Linked DNA regions of Anser cygnoides: region 1 is linked to region 2. Evidence: chromatin contacts called from public Hi-C data. All regions are on one chromosome and are shown on one strand. Each heading gives the region's core, a stretch centred on a gene start, on an enhancer-like site or on the middle of the called end of the contact. The rest is flanking DNA. Distances are from core to core; before and after follow the strand shown. Region 1 overlaps LOC125183335 (a long non-coding RNA gene). Region 2 overlaps NCALD (neurocalcin delta).

What was found. A called contact is a pair of places that touch in the nucleus more often than the background predicts.
Region 1: a Hi-C map of liver shows a contact between it and region 2, with 14 times the contacts expected there. The contact joins two enhancer-like sites. A contact is called at or near these places in 2 of 7 Hi-C or Micro-C datasets (both in liver).

Annotation. Positions count from the first base shown.
Region 1 is chr2:142,284,157-142,288,126 of Taihu_goose_T2T_genome, forward strand. It overlaps LOC125183335 (a long non-coding RNA gene), which reads left to right. Exons shown (of 3, transcript XR_010828762.1): 2 at 2,491-3,970. Among named protein-coding and RNA genes, the nearest start is that of KLF10, 7.8 kb to the left of the region's middle. Within about 2 kb of position 1,700, at least 2 of the 3 cell types and tissues checked have open chromatin away from gene starts, as enhancers often do. A contact at or near this core is called in liver, where this site is marked.
Region 2 is chr2:141,949,894-141,953,991 of Taihu_goose_T2T_genome, forward strand. NCALD (neurocalcin delta) reads right to left here. Exons shown (of 5, transcript XR_010828742.1): 4 at 3,748-4,098; 5 at 1-3,349. Among named protein-coding and RNA genes, the nearest start is that of NCALD, 47 kb to the right of the region's middle. Within about 2 kb of position 1,363, at least 2 of the 3 cell types and tissues checked have open chromatin away from gene starts, as enhancers often do. A contact at or near this core is called in liver, where this site is marked.

The DNA of each region.
Region 1 (3,970 bases), core at 450-2,949, 330 kb after region 2:
TTTACTGATGGCATCTGCACCACAGACTGAGCTGGATTAGCTGGTTATGGTATCCATGAATCTGCGGTTGTTGACAGCCTCCGAAGGGTGGGGGCAGTTCTCCTTTCTGTGCAGGCGGGTCCAATAAGGGAAGTGCCAGTGTTAGGGGGTAGGCAGGCAGCCTTGTAAAGACCCTGTCGGTCTGAGCCCACCTGGGACTGTTGTCTCCCTGGTCATAGCTTATTTTAAGTTGGAAGGGGCACACAAGGATCATCGAGTTCAACTCCTGGCTCCACACAGGACCACCCAAAAATCAGACTACGTTTCAGAGAGCGTTGTCCAAACACTCCTTGAACTCCGGCAGGCTCGATGCTGTGACTACTGCTCTGGGGAGCCTGTCCCAGTCTCCGACCACCCTCTGGGTGCAGAACCTTTCCCTAACCCCCAGCCTGACCCTCCCCTGTCCCAGCTCCATGCCGTTCCCTCGGGTCCTGTCGCTGTCCCCAGGGAGCAGAGCTCAGCGCCTGCCCCTCCGCTCCCCTCGTGAGGGAGCTGCAGGCCGCCATGAGGCCTCCCCTCAGCCTGCTCTGCTCTGGGCTGAATGAACCAAGGGACCTCAGCTGCTCCTCATGTGTCTTCCCCCCTAGACCCTTCACCATCTCTGTAGCCCTCTTTTGGCCACTCTCTAATAGTTTTATGTCCTTCTCATACTGTGGCACCCAAAACCACATGCAGTGCTCGAGGTGAGGCCACACCAGTGCAGCCCAGAGCAGGACAATGACTTCCCTCAGCCAGCTAAAAGTCCAAAGTCTCCTCTCCACAAGGGGAAGAAGAGACCGTGGGTGAGGTCAATGCCTGGAGGGCTGCAGATGTCTATGCACGCATCTGTTGCAAAACAGCGGCCGAGGGCCGTGGAGCACGGCCTGCGCTGGTGAGCGTGCTGGCGTGGGAGGCCAGCGAGGCCCAGGCAGGAGGGGAGTGCTCTGGCACGGACCTCGTGCTCCTGCTCATCTCTGCCGTGGGTGCACATCATCTGCTCCAGAGGACCCTTGTTGCGAGCGGCTGGGAAGCGAGCCAGCTCGCACCGCGTGGCCCTGGGCCCGAGGTTGTTCTCTGGTTCAAATGGCAAAGTGAATATAAATGTACCCAGAGCCACTGTGGGTGGGGTTTGGCTAAGATTAGGTGCTTACAGCGGAAGCGTCTGCCTTTATAACTCTTTTTATAGTCATTGGAGTGCTATAAAATACAAATCATGGGGTTTGGGGTGCATTTCATCTTTTGCCTGATGTGGGAGGAATTGCACTCAGCAATGACAACTCCATCTCCGGTGCTGATAACGGGAGCGCGGACAGCTTCCACAGGTGGGTAGCCGTGCCGAGCGGGTGGGCGACGTGAGGGGAATCCAACTGTGAGCAGCCTGCAAGGCTGAGGAGAACCTGGACAGAGAGGAGTCACAGTGGTGGGAGCGCTGCGTATGACAATTTAGGAGCTGAGGAAGCCTGAGGATCTTGTTCTGGGGACAAGGAAGTAGAGGAGAAGGGATGCTGTTGCTATTGAGAGGGGGCACCTGGGGAATAGTCTCAAAGCCTGCAGGAAACCAGGCTCTCCCAGATCTGCTTCTTCACCTCTGTCCTGAGCGAGAAGCTTCCATTTTCTCCCATTTTCTCTCAGTTTATTACATGGGGCAGCAGCTGACCCTCACTGTCTGTCAGAGGTGGCTCTCTTGTGGGGCAGCATAGGTAGAGAGGCTCTGTTCTGCTAGGTGGAAAAGTACTTGTACACCCTGAGCCTCTTCCTAGCCCCTGGGGTTACTTTTCTGGGTACAGCTGGAAGACTGGGGTCACAGGCTTTGTGATCCCTGCGATTTCCAAGAGCTGATTCACAAGTGTAGCTTGTTTAAAAAATAAAATAAAAATAAAGAAGAGAAGAAGACTTGCTTACAACCAGGTCCATTCTTCTGGGAGAGACTTGGCACTCATTTCTCACTACTTTCAGAAATACTTGGTTTTATGATTTTTTTTTTTCAACATTTTCCAAGTATTTTCCAGTTGATGAGGCAACTTGATGTGGGTTTTGTAGGTGAGCTCTGCTTTCACACCAATATGAATGACTGAAGACTGCCTGACACGTTCCTTTTCAGCAGCCCATTAAGCCTTTTCACGGGTGCTGCTGAAAAGTGACTGTCGGTTTTGCAGTACTGGCAGCACAAAGGCATTCTTGGAAAATGCTATTTCATCTCACTTTGTTTAGGGACAGAAAATGCTGATATTTGGCAGGCAGAAAGAGGGTGTGATTCTGCAGCTGTTGATTCCCAGTGCAGTGAATTATTTTGAGCAAGGACTGAAAGACAGCACGTGAAAGATAGATCACTACCAGAAGAAATCATGTGTCCGGCTGTTGGGTTCAGGAGCCGCTCCTGAAGGCCATTTTTGTTTATTTGATGGCACCAGCCATTGTAAAAGAAACACTGATGTTGCAATGTTTATGTGCATGTGTGTGTTTGTTTTGCAGCTGGAACGGTTTTAATCATCAGTCAGAAAACACCGTCATCCCACTCTGAGTGGTCGGGATCACGTGCTTACCAGGAACCGTCTTCAGATCCCTCCCAGAAACGGACATTTCCCGCATCGGTGTGAGCGGGGGTGGCACAGAAAGCAGCAAACAAGAGCCCCAGGGTTCCCGTGACCCCCTTTACTTGACAAAGCCTTTCATGGACACATCTGCCACTTTTTTTGTTCTGCTTGTGTTTTCATATTTCCGTTGCATGTACCTGGACGCACAAGCAGCAGGTGCCCTCCTCGTGGGTCCTGCTCATGACCAGCGAGTGCTGGCTGAGACCGGTGCTGGAACATGAATACAGACAGAAGTAGCACAGGTGGAAGTCCTTTGGCTTCTTTTGTCCTCAGGAAGCTTTGACATTAACCGCAAGTTCAAATCAACCTCACGAGACCAAAAGATGCCTACAGCTGTAGGCTGTAACGTATAGATCGCTCTCTGGAGCAGGTCACATCTGTGATAATTCTCCAGAAAGTTTTGTTTGTTCTTCCATCCTCTGGAGGAGAAGACTTGGGAATTCCTAAAGCTGGTGCGAGGTCCCCCCTCTACCTCACCCCAGTATTTTCTGCCCCACTTTGAGGCGCATTGTCACATTTTATCAGTTTGATGTTGCACTTTGGGTCTGTTTCCTCACCTGCAGTGAGTTAAAGGCTCAGATTTCATATCAGAGCGATTTGAGGCCTTGTGAATGCTCGTAGTCACAGTGAAATCTGTGATACGGTATCATCCTGGCTAACACAACTACGGAAGGCAAAGCTGAGAAGCTGGCATACATACACGTAAAATAAGCCACTTCATGAAAAGTATCTATTAAACCGAAGAAACGCAGAGCAGCAACCCGTGCTGAAGGAAGCTTTATGAAACCCGTATTAGGATGGCACAGTGAGGCTGCAGTTCTCAGGGGCAGACCTGTGCGTGGCCCTATCCGCAGACCCTCCTCCCATTCATGGACTACCTATTAATAGCACTGGGGCTGGCCAGCCCGAACTCACCTACCTGCGGGCTTGGTTACTGCCGTGCTGTGTGGCAACTGTCTCGATGCCCTTAAATAATCCTGCTGGCACCGTGTGCTGGAGAGCTGGAGGCTTTAGAAACTTCTGGGTCAAATTTACTCTTGTTAAATAAACAATCAGTATCGATTAGGTCATCTGATAGACTAACCGAGCAGCCTTTCAAACACCGCAAGTAGCTGGAGTTCATTTCGGTGTATTTACAAACTCGGAATCCCGTGAAGAGAAGTTGCTTCGCTGAAGCGGTCTGCTCGTACAAATCCAGGTACTTGTATATGCGTGGCCCTGTGCACACGGGTAGGAGGGTTTTCAGGGACACAGCATGGATCTGGATGCTCACTTTATTTTACTTGGACACTTGAATCTTTAAGGCAGATCTGAAAATCTCAGCGATAATTCTTTCTTTTAGTACATCAGGGCAAGAA
Region 2 (4,098 bases), core at 113-2,612:
GCAGAGCAGAGCTGCCTGGTTAGGAGATGCCATTTCTGTGCTAGTCTTACATCGCTCTGTGGGTCTGGCACGTCGCTGCTTCGTGTCTTATCTGCCCGGTGCACAAATCAAGAACTCTGCTAGGAGTCCTGCTCAGCTACCTGCTGCTTGCCAAGTTCCTCCATGTCTCTAAGCACGGTCGGCTCTGCCCGTGGTACCAAGGAAACCGACTTCCCCCACTTCCAAACTCCTACGTGAGATCACACCCAGCACGACAGAGCAATGAACGCATCCGAATATTTGCGCAAAGGGCAGATAAAAAGTTCTTCTCCACTGGTCTCACACCAAAGACCCCAGAGACCCCCTGGCCACATGAAACCGAGGGAGCACCGTGAGAGACAAAAGGAGGAGCTGGTGTGCTGGGTGCTCAGGACAGGTCTCGCCCAGCCCTCCTCAGCTCGTTTTGCTTTGTGTCCCTGCACCAGGCTCCAAAAGCAAACCCTTCTGGAGGATGTCTCCTCTATCCTGACCGTACGGCTATGATTCTGCATCTTCACCGGTGTTGCTAAAAAAAGACAAGACAAAGTTTTATAACAGCGGGGACAGCTGCGTTCGTTGAGGTGCAGGGGGCTCCCTCCCACAGCTGTGTGTCCCCGGGGACCTGCCACTTGTCACCGTGTCCCCCTGCTCACATGTACTGAGCATCATACGGCCACGGCCGTGTTCTCATCTCAGCTTAGGCCATGGATTAGGACTCAACACCAGCTACCACAGCTCACCCAGTTTCCATGAGTCAGCCGAGCCTGAGTTTCTGCCCGGGCGGGTGCTTTCAGCCCCCAGCAGGTGCAAGGTAATGCGACTTAGTGCAGCCTGCGGTGCAAGAGAAGTAAGCTAAGCTCCATTATTGCATGTTTTCCACCAGCGGGAAGGTGCACGCTGGACATCCCCGGGGCTCAGCTCACGGGGGTGGTTATTAAACTTGGGGACCCCAGGTACTGCTGCTGCACACAGACCACTTCCAGCCACAGAATTTACACACTTCTGGCTTAGTGTTTTAAGCAGCAGTGTCCTGAAAATGCAGAGGTCATGCTTTCTAGCAGAGAACAACAAAGGACAAAATGCCACAGCAATAAGGTAAAAATCCTAAAAGCTCTTACGAGGAACAGCACAGCCCCATTATCTCAGGAACATTCACTGCTTCGAACTCACAGGGCTCCAAATAACATCGAAACATAGATCTTTTTTCAGCCCCTCTCAAGCTGTAAGTGCTCACAACACACACGCTGCTTTTACAAGGGTTGTGCTCCTGTTTCCCTTCCCAAAGCATTGTAAAACAAAGACTGCAAAGAGCACAAGCCACAGACATCACTTGGCATCTTCTGGCCCAGAATTTCACAAGCTATGTGGATCAAGTCTGCATGCTGTATATGCTCATTAATTCATCTGGATAATACTTGAGTGAAGGTTACCTTTTCCACCAGCAAGTATTATTGGAGGATGTATCTACGAAATTGAGAGGTGACATGCAATAGCATGTACTGTCTGCCAGCCTTCCTGTATGGAAATATTTCTAACTGATCTCTTGAAAGTATCTAACTTGCTGCGTAATTTTATACCGGATAGGTCAGTCATTTTGTTTTCAAAAGGTTTATGAAGGCAGCAATGACTGCAAATGTTAATGGTAGCAAAGCAGAAAAACACAATCCAGCACTCAATGCTTCAGTGTTGCTGCTCTGAGGTCTGCAGATGCTCCCATACCCAATTCAGTGAGGGCTCACTTTCAAAGTACATGCAGAGGCAGAGAAAGAAAAGGATAGTTAATAATTTAAAACAACACCAATCGTCAGCGGTAGTCAGGTAAAAGAGTAACCTTGGTTCACTCTGTAAATGTTTATACAATACTTTTATCTGCAGCTATGTCCTCTGCAGCTGGAGGACGACTCTTATTCTTCCAGATCTCATGAGCTGTGGAAAGAATTACATCTCCGCTGGCCTGGGGTCACGTCGCAGGTTGTGTTTTCAAACACATGTTGGACAGCATTAACACGTGAAACCCCGAAACTACCGAGCTAAAACAAACTGGAGTTAGGTGCTGGGCCAGAAATGCCTTGTAAAACTAAAGAGAGGTGGAATGCAGATGCTTAAATAAAAGGCAACGCTTTAAAAGTCTCAGTCACCCACCACTACTTTCACAACAGCAAAAAGAAGATGGGACCACGGGAAGGTTTCACGTTCATCCCCAGTAAGTGCCAGCTTTTACAGGGCTGCTTCTGACCTGGAGGCTGCGCTGAGGTGTTTTGTGTCCCTTGGGGTTCCCCCAGCACCACTTAGCTCTGCGGTGGCAGTGGCGGGGCACGCGGGGCAGGCAGGCAGGGGACCGAGTGCTCCGTCCTCTATCTGGACGGAGGTGCGAGCATGCCAACAGCAACCCCAAGCACTGGAGGAGAAACACGGCTTTGAACTCGCGCGGGGTGATGGGGACAGGGCTCTCCTACAGCAGGGCGGGTTAGGGAGAAATAGCTAAGCGACATTTCCACCGACGGGAAGAATCTGTGCAAAATTTGCCCGTGATGCTTGTAACAGCTGAGAGCACTAAGTATTGCAAGCTGTTCGTGTCTGTGCTTGGGCCTCTCCTGCTTTCTCACTTTCCCCCACACACCTCGGCTCAGGATTTTAATTAATTTCACAGGAATAAATCATCAGTTGGCTTTCTGTGATCATTTGAGACAAAAGTGTGCGCCTGAAGATTTTTATTATGTGCAATTAGCCACTCATGATCGTTTTAGTACAACTGATTAACAATGTTATTTTTAATTTATTTTTATTTTATTTTAATAGGCTTTGCGTATCAAACCTGGCAAAGCAAATGGTAATGAGAAATTAAGTCTAGGGATTTTTTTTCTCTCTTAATTATTGTACATGCTAGCTAGTGTTCAACAAAAAATTATTCACACTCGGCTACTTTTTCATGACTTCTAATTAGTACTTAGTTAATCATCATCTGCGAAGCAGACTTATTTTACTCAGTTTATTTTAAATTAAGGCTACCGGGGATTAGCATCTACAAGGTCACTTGACAAAACGCCAGCCTCGCCTGTCAGGCAAAGGTCGTCCTGCCGAGCCCACGGGCTCCCAAGGCTGTGCGCTGCCCGCGCGGACACCTCGCCAGCGGGACCACAGAGCAGCCTTCAGCTAATGACAGATTAATGCCAGTTTAGTCAGCGTAATGCCTCCTGTCACCAAAGCCTTTCCGTCGCAGCAGCGCTTGTACAGTTACCAAGAAATCCCACGCCTGCACCCCAGCTTTGAATGCAGCGACTCTGGCCAAAGGATGGAGGTTTTGCAGCGGCAAATTTCAGAAGTCCTGCATCTAGGCGAAAAGATAAACATTCAACATTTCTCTCGGAGCTGATCTTTTTTTCGTTTTTTTTTTTTTTTTTTTGTCATTTTAATTTTTATATATATAAATATACCATAAAGCGTACCATTTCCTTGTTTCAGTACAGACTTTTGAGCTTTACTAAAATAAAGGAAATATAAATGCTACAATTTTATGCTTAAAACAAGTTTTGATGACGGCCTTCCCCTCGGAGCAGGCCCAGAAATTGTGTTAGCTACGTGGAGAGAGACAAAAACACCCCCAAAACTTCATACTGCACAAGAGCATTCAAAATAGCTGGTTTGCCTCAGTTTTAGCTGCTTACAGGTGTACATCATTTCCTTGGCTTAATGCCCACTCTCCTTAGTAGAAACTATTTTATTACTAACCTGAAAACTTCACATTCAACACGTATCTCCCTTAAATTCATTGTCAATACCCAGTTTTTCAATATCCACGTCTGCTTTTGCTGACCCCAAATGGCAAGAGGTATCGTCAGTTGTGGATTTTGGGATCAGGACTGCAAATTGCTGGATTTTCAGATAAAGCCATGTGAAACCAACCACTGTAAACCAAGTAAAAACGGTTGACTTTTTTTTTCTTTTCTTTTCTTGAAAATGTTCACGGCATTGAAACAACGAGGCATAGGAGCAGGGGTGCGGATGGTGCAGCCCTCATCGGTTGCGGACGATCGTCATCCTGTCTCTGAGCTTCACTGGTGCCTCCTGGACAGGAGAGGA